Linked DNA regions of Mus musculus: region 2 is linked to region 1. A link is a contact called in public HiChIP or PLAC-seq data. All regions are on one chromosome and are shown on one strand. Each heading gives the region's core, a stretch centred on a gene start, on an enhancer-like site or on the middle of the called end of the contact. The rest is flanking DNA. Distances are from core to core; before and after follow the strand shown. Region 1 holds the start of Arpp19 (cAMP-regulated phosphoprotein 19). Region 2 overlaps Myo5c (myosin VC).

Region 1 (4,002 bases), core at 387-2,886:
ACACACATAATTCTCCCTCTCATGCTGTTTCACAAAAATGGGGGGAGCGGGAACCCCAGGAATAGAGCTCAGTGTCCCAGAGGTCCTACTACAGAAGGAAGGAAGGAAGGAAAGGAAGGAAGGAAGGAAGGAAGGAAGGGAGGAAGGAGGGAGAGAGGAAGGGAGGGAAGAAAGGATAAATCCTTCGTTTTGCAAAGTATAATATGACACAACATTATAACTGCCTACTGTTTTTATTATCCTTGTTTTCCTTCTTTTCGCCAGTTAACTTACAATTACTATCAGAAGAGAACTATGACAATGGAAGAAATAATAAAGGGTAAGTTGACATGATTAGAATATATGGAATGAGCAAAACCCACTAATCTACAGTGCAACATTAGTATAAGGATTACGTTTAAACATTAGACCAAATTCCATATACAGTAAAGCAGTTTGGTATTAATTATCAATCAATTAATAAATTTTGAGACAGGATTTCATTATGTACTTCCAGCTGGCCTGGGACTCACAAAATTCCTCTAGCTTCTGCCTGAGTACTGGGATTAAAGGCCCAATTTGGGATTTTTTGTTTGTTTTTAAAGAAAAATTGTTGGGAACTCATGACTTTTCTCCTTTGTTAGCTAACTGACTCCATGTACCCTGGAAGTCAAAGCATCATAATAATTACGACGGAATGGGCAGGCACTACATAAGCATACAGGCCTCAAACTCGTAGGTGTGCTGCTAGCACATTTCCCTTCAACAGAGACATACAAATGAGCTGACAAATATATCCCCATGATTCGAGAAATATCTAAGGTAGTGAAATTTCCTAAAGCTCCAATTCTCGATTTTTAGTCAAGTGCCACATGCAAAGCCCATCAGCTAGCTTTTTTTTTTTTTTTTTTTTTTGAGCAGAAGTTGTGCTGGGTTTTTCGTTTGGGCCTCACAGCCGTCGCGGGACGTAGGTACTATTACCGGGACTTTACCGATAAGAAGACTGAAGCCCAAAGGGTTCAGGAAAGAGATCACGAGGCCACACAACTCACAACCCTAATAACCGAGCCCTGCATCGCTGCCTGAATGGAGACACCACCTTAAAGAGTTCCCTGCAAGCTCACAAGTGGCCCGAGCGCTTCCGGAGGGACAACGTCCTGAGCAAATCAAAGCCCACTACAGAACCTGGGTCCCTAACATGGGCCGGAGTCCTAGCTGCCTGGTACACTTGGGTGCTACACCGAGGCTCGGGAGCGGATCGGTTCCTTTCCACTCGCCAGGGCCCTCCCCGGTTGCGGGAGGAGCCGTCGGCGGAGGGCTCCAGGCCGCCCTCGCTCCCGCGGGCCCGCCAGCCAAGGTTCCCGCCACACCAGGTCCCGCGGATCCCGCGGGTCTCGAGGGTTCCCCGGGTCCTCCGGCACACTCACCTTTTGCTCCTCCGCAGACGCTGCCTCGGGGACTTCCGCGGACATGGTGCTCCTTCTGCAGAAGAGACGCCGGGAGAAGACAGATTACCGGGAGGCAAGACCGCCCGCCACCTTCTGCCTGCCCCGCTGCCCGCCGGGCCGGCGGCTACCGCCGCCTTGTGACGACACGGGCCCCGGGCTCCCGCCCGCCGTAGCTCCCGCAGCCCAGGCCCGCCAGGCTCCCGCGCCGCGCCCTTACCTACCTATCCCCGCGCCTCCGGCCCTGCGACGCCCGAGCACTTCCTCTTTCCCTCAAAGGTTGCGGCTCGCGCCTCACCTCACTTCCGTCCATGGGCGCACAGTGCTTCCTGGGAATTGTAGTTGGTCTGTGGCGCTGTGTTCCCCCTCCCCTCCACTTCCCCCGCCTTTCCAGACAACCCTGACCTCCTATTTAGTCCTCTGCTTGCTTGGCAGTACCTCTGCTTCAGTTTAACCCCATCCATCTTTACTTCCTCTGTTCTCTAACCTTGCCTCAGCGCCACCTTTTCTTCTTAGATCAACCTCTTCAAGCTACCACTGCTCCGGAGAGTTCTACAACAAGCACAGCACCATTACACAGGAATTGTGATTACTTTAGTAATGTCACCATTCCTCTTCATGTTAGCCACAGCAGGGAAGAAGTCAATATTTTACTCCCAGACCTTGATATTTCCCATGCAATAAATCACTGATAAATCAATTCAGCTTCCATTCCTTGCTCTCCCACGGCAGTCAGCTCAAAACATTGATTTTCAAAGCAATGATTTTCTTAACTGTCAAGTCCGTAGCTTCATATTTATTCGTCATTCTACTAAGCATCTTATAGCTGCTGGCACATTTGGTTCCAAGGAAATGTCCCTTAGAAATCTGGGGCTAAGGCAGACTTATATAGTTAACTAGTAAGAATCAGAAGGCAATGCAAGCAGTTCTGGAAGACAGGAGAACAATCAAAACCTCAGAGTCATTGGATATGGAATGTGGAAGACATCAAAATCAAAGCTGAGCCCTCTGGCATAGGACTGTAATCCCAGCTGTCTGGGAGGCTGAAGCGGAAGTGTGGCAAGTTTATGTATGCTTAGGTTATAGAGTAAATCAAAGGCCACCCTGGGGGATTTAGTGAGGCCCTGGCACAGTGGTAGAGAGTTTGCTTAGCACGGGCAAGTCCCTGCATTCAATCTCTCTCTCTCTCTCTCTCTCTCTCTCTCTCTCTCTCTCTCTCTCTCTCTCTCACACACACACACACAGAGAGAGAGAGAGAGAGAGAGAGAGAGAGCTTGGAAGTTGGCTCAGTAGCAGATGGATGGGTTGCCTGGAATGACTGTCCCTGCGTTTGACTCCAAGCAGCAGATTAAACAAGTATAGTGGTGCAATGCTTGAAGTCCTAGGACTGGGGAGGTAGAGGCAGAAGGATCAAGAAGTTCAAAGTTATCCTCAGCTTGAGTTTGAGGCTAGCCTGGGCTATGTGAGGCCCCGTGTCAAAAGTAAACTAAAACAAGACAACAACAATAACAATTACAAAGGCCAAGCAAACCCAAAACCCCAGCATGTGCAGAATTTCAGACAGGAAGTCTTGACTGATACTTCAGTTTGAAAAACAAAACGATTAAGAGTTCTTGTTGGAGAAGGAAGGAAAGGGTTAACCAGCCAAGTAACAATTTAAGATAAAAGGGTTTAAGAGGCTAACTCTTGGACAAAGATATCCCTTGAGAATGGCTCAGTTTGTCCCCAAATCAACTGTAGTTCCAGGACTTTGCAACCTGTAATCCCGGAACTTTCCAAGTGGAGAGAGGGAGAGAGGAACTTCAGTTCAAGGCCAGTTTCAGCTAGGTATGAATTCAAGCCCAGCCTAAACTACATGAAGGCGAGTCGCCAAAACCAAAACTCAACAACAACAGCAGCAGCATATTTGTTACCATTCTATACTGACAAATTAACCTTCTGTGCTTCCCTACAACTCTGCTGTATGGGGGTGGGGAGAGAGGGAATCAAAGTATTTTTTTTTCTAGCTGTTCTAGAACTCACAGAAATCTGCCTGCCTGCATGTGTCACTGTTCCTGGCTCTTTTGTTCCAGACAGGGTCTCACTCTGGCCTCAGTCACAGCAAACCTCCTGCTTTAGCCTCTCAGTGTTTTTCACTTGAGTAGACCTGTATAGAGAAGGAGACTGTACTAGTCAGGCTAGTGGACACAGCTAACTAATATTTTTATTAATAAAATACTATACATTATATGAATATGAGTAAATTTGGGGTTAAAATGTAACAAGGGACACAGGAGAAATGTATGTGTAAAGAAATCTGTTCCTGGGCTGGAGAGATGGCTCAGCAGCTAAGAACATTGACTGCTCTTCCAAAGGTCCTTGAGTTCAATTCTCAGCAACCACATGATAACTCACCACCATCTGTAATGGGATCCGATGCCCTCTTCTGGTGTGTCTGTAGACAGCAACAATGTACTCACATCAAATAAATAAATCTTTTTAAAAAAGAAATCTGTTCCTAAAATGAATAAAAATATCTATATAAAAATGATAAACTGATAACCACTGTTCCAAAAATTGACTTCTAAGCATCATTGAA
Region 2 (4,002 bases), core at 499-2,998, 220 kb before region 1:
TCCCTATGTCTTTTATTCATTCACATGTAATAAACGTCCCCCTCCACCATTCGCAGGAGTGTCATGCCCCCAGGGTTCAGGGTCCACATGAGTGTCTCAGATTTAATATCCAACCAAATGAGTAAGACATCTGGTTTTTCATATACAACTCCAAAAGGACCGATTGGCGGTGTGTGCATCTGTAGCTACTCAGACGCTGAAAAAGAAGCCAGTTATTCTGACAGTTACCAAGCATTCTTCATCCAGCAACTCCAAAATGCCCATTTTTGCCTCGATCAGGTCAATAACAGGCTGGTTGTCATAGAAGTCTATCAGAGTCCAGGGGATGTCCTCTTTCATGTATTCCTCTTGCTCAAGTTTAAAGACGTGCTGGGGAGCCCAGAGATAAGGTGGACATTAGACAACGTCAAAGAGAGACATGAAGGGCTTGATACAAGCCTGGAAGGTGCAGATGAAGGTCCGCTCTGTGATCAGGAAGACCCTGGAACACTGCCCATCCCCCTCCCCAGGTCAAAGCCACTAAGAGGTCTCCAGTGGGTCTGGCTGTCACCCCGACACCATCCTGAGTGGATTCTCCATTTCCACTAGGTCAGGCCTGGACCAAAAAAGTGTCACCACCAACACAGCTGCCTGAGTCCCAGTGGCTGTGGGCCACTGCTGCTCTCTCTCTGGGGACAAAAGCAGCCTCCACAGCCTGGATCAGCCCAACCAGGGCAGGGCAGTCACAGAGGTTGTTGGCTATGTAGGCAGTGTGCAAAACCTATACTAGAATTCAGGGCTTCAAGGAGGCTCCTCCTGGAGGATGAAGGAAACAGGTGATAGATGGGGAGGAAAGTGTCACAAGTTGTTCCAAAACGGAAGTCAAAGATGGCGGTGCAGTTTCAAGATATAGCCACAGAGCGGCATAGCAACTCAATGTATAGCTCTAGCTATCAGGAACATTTTTTTTATCTATTAACCCAGGCATGCTTGGATTCCTGAATGAGGAACCAGAAAAGGCTCATGCCCAAGTCGTGCACGCAGAGGGCTGAGCATCGGCCCCAGGAAGACAAAAAGTCACCTACCAGGTTAAACTGCTGCTGTAGTTTTTCATTAGCGTAATTGATGCAGAACTGTTCAAAGCTGTTTACATCAAAGGTCTCAAAACTGAAACACAGTTGAACAAATTAAAATGAAAGCAAGCCCAGGACCTAATGCTCATTGTAACTAATGCATACGTGTGTGTGTGTGTGTGTGTGTGTGTGTGTGTGTGTGTGTGTGTGTGTGTTTAACGATTCCATAGCTTAAGAGGTTTGCTATGTTTTCGGCAAGTTTAAACTACTTCAAAGCTGCTTGCTGGTTCCTTCTAAGCTGGCAGTCAGTTGACAGACTACCCTTTTCCCCACTGGTTGTCTCCTGCATCGAATCTGACTGTACATGATTCCCTCCCCAAACCAGGCATTACAGTAGACCTGTCGCAAGCAAGCGGCACAATGATTAATCCATGTAACACTGGTGTCAGCATTACTGTCCTCCCTCTACAGGACAGAAAATGGCTGAGGGGTTGGCTCCATTTCTCAGGGCATAGCACTGAGCCTGATTGGCAGTAGCGCTTGAGCTTTCAATAGGAGAACACTCTCCTCTCTCTCTGACGACTCTGCCTTTCCCCAGGCTGGCTTTCAGAGTTCTTCAGCCCAGCAGGAAGCCACACACATCCCTGTCTGTCCTTTAGGCTTTAATAGCTGTCTCTAGGGTTACCCAGGCGACTGACTTGTAAACTCAAGAGCCTGGAGCAGTCAGACACAATACAAAGATGGGGGACTGGCTGGTTACTGCACAGCAGTGAGCCCCTTGGGGCCTGTGACAAACAGGATTGTCTTAAGGATCAGCCTCGCTTAGCTCTTGCCAGCTGTGGCTATACGTGGGCCTAGTCCAGGATTTCACATTAGCTGATTCTCACGAGGAGGCTGCAGTGTACATTTTACTACAGTGTACACTGACTCCTCTGGCGGTGGATGGGGGAGGGGGAGTGGGGACGAGCATCCTGTCCGGAGGAGGAAGCCTTTAGAAATGCCAGCCTTTGTGTGCCTCACTTCTCTTTGCTCTAACTCTGCCTCAGGTGGAGGGTTAATATAAGGTCATCGTTTCAGGAAGGGTCAGAGTCCAAGAGGCCATGGTGAGACCCAGGGGACAGTCAATGGTACCCAAAAGGCAGCTTGTATCCCCATCTTCCACCCTCCTCTTCATGCCCAAGGCTTTGTCCCTTGTGGCTCTGGTCCTATGGGGTCACTGCCCTGCCATAGGTTCCCGGACAGCTCCAGCTCCAGGGTGACTGTTCACCATTCTTTGTATCATTCACGCACCAGAAATGGAAGCCGGTTTGGACCTGGGAGGGACCAGGTCAGGGCCAAAAGGAGCAGGGTTTCCCACAGTAGGGCACACTGTCAAACAATGATCCTTTGTAGGTACTGTGAGCTGAAGTTTAAAACCCAGGGACCTATGGCTTAAGATGCTAGAGGCGCTGCTGTCTGTGACTGTGGTTTGCACCAAGACCAGGGCTTAAGGCTCAAGATGGCTTGGTGACTTTTTCCATCTAACTGTCCTGAGAGCCCTGCGGGAGAGGTCCTCAGTGGCTGAAAACGTGCCATTAGAGTGCTGGAGAGGCTAGCCCAGAGGTCTAACCTCAGGTCCAGACATTTTCAACCCTGGTCCAGAGAACATAAACACAGGATAGTCTGGGACATCAAAAATAAAAATTTTCCTTCACTTTGTACTTTGGACCTCAAAGCTCCCAGCTGCAGTTTTATCTGTGTTAAAGGATGCTAACTTTTCATAGCAGCCATTGTCATGTCCAGGTTAAGCTGAGCTCAGTTCCCTCAGAAGGTACAATACATGTTAGGACCCAGATTAACACAGAGGCCAGAGTGCTAGGAAGTGATTCACCCTGGGCCACAAAGATCTGCCACTTAGAGGGGAGCTATGAATTCATGCACCATTTTAATAACCGCTACGCAAGAGTATCATTTTCCAACTAGAAAATTTAATGGACTCTGAGAAGTTTTTAAAGGTGTAAACACTTTTATCATATAATAGGCTGCTTAGCTGCAAGACCCAAGTTCTTCATTACAGTGGTCTCAAACTCTGTGGATCTGAATTCCCTTTCCCATCCTAATACTCACGCACACACTCACACGAGCGCGCGCTCACACACACACACACACACACACACACACACACACACGAACACACGTACACTCATGTACACATGCGTGCACACAAGTGCACACATTATTTCTCTCACAGTAATCACCCTGACTTCTTTGCCTCCTTCACTAGTAAAATGACGTCCCAGAAGGCCTTCCATCACACAGTGCCTGGCAAGTAATTATTTGTTAGGTAAAAGTATAAACAAGTGGCTCTGTAGTTAACAGGGCGTACTGTTCATGCAGAGGGACAGAGTTCAGTTCCCAGTACCCATGTTGAGTGGCTCACAGTTGCCTGTAACTCCAGTGCCAGGAATAGGATACCCTCTGCTGGACTCTATGGGTACTACACCCACATAGGCACAAATGGACGTGTACACACATACATACACATATCTATAAAAATAAATCATTAAAAAAAAATGAAGAAATATATTCCTAAGCTAAGAAGTCCACCGTTTTTAAAGGCAAGTTCTGGAAGATACAGCAAACACTCCCCACCTCAATGTAAGATTTTTAAGCCAGGCTATTCTATTATTTTCCAATTTTATTCAATTTTTTACTGGTTACTCAAATTATTTCTTGGGATAAGATAAGGTAAATAATTTACTAGCCTAATCCAGTCCTGTATTAGTATTTTCAAACTGTTGCTAGGTTTTCTTGCGAGCCATGAGTAATCAGTTAAAATCTATATTAAACAGTCACTCCCTTCAGTATCTCCCCTCAACATCTGGAACAGGTATTGGAACAGCTGGCTCTCTACCTGGGTGAAAAGTTGATGGACTGTCCCTCCCTCCATGTGAAGGCCCAGTCCCCTCCC

The links. HiChIP or PLAC-seq counts read pairs in DNA pulled down with a chosen protein or histone mark.
Region 2: a contact with region 1 is called in an H3K4me3 HiChIP or PLAC-seq map of bone marrow-derived macrophages, with 9 times the contacts expected there. The contact joins the enhancer-like site here to the promoter of Arpp19 in region 1. A contact is called at or near these places in 12 of 39 promoter capture datasets (the C10 cell line, the HPC-7 cell line, HPC-7-derived erythroid cells and 7 more), 3 of 15 datasets of contacts at CTCF or cohesin (the NIH/3T3 cell line, hippocampal excitatory neurons and pro-B cells), 69 of 484 Hi-C or Micro-C datasets (the 63-12 cell line, B cells, the BV-2 cell line and 46 more), 17 of 115 datasets of contacts at active chromatin or transcription factors (the 230-238 cell line, the HPC-7 cell line, the SCID.adh cell line and 10 more) and 5 of 9 other capture datasets (adipose tissue, embryonic stem cells, liver and 2 more).

The regions. Positions count from the first base shown.
Region 1 is chr9:75,035,366-75,039,367 of GRCm38.p6, reverse strand. Arpp19 (cAMP-regulated phosphoprotein 19) reads right to left here and starts at 1,636. Exons shown (of 3, transcript NM_021548.4): 1 at 1,407-1,636. The coding sequence starts at 1,451. It overlaps Gm51714 (a long non-coding RNA gene), which reads left to right. Exons shown (of 2, transcript XR_003948357.1): 1 at 1-801; 2 at 901-2,124.
Region 2 is chr9:75,259,352-75,263,353 of GRCm38.p6, reverse strand. It overlaps Myo5c (myosin VC), which reads right to left. Exons shown (of 41, transcript NM_001081322.1): 11 at 1,065-1,146; 12 at 229-369. Among named protein-coding and RNA genes, the nearest start is that of Gm33750, 24 kb to the right of the region's middle. Within about 2 kb of position 1,748, at least 108 of the 459 cell types and tissues checked have an H3K27ac peak or open chromatin away from gene starts, as enhancers often do. A contact at or near this core is called in the Ba/F3 cell line, CD8 T cells, the G1E-ER4 cell line and 19 more, where this site is marked.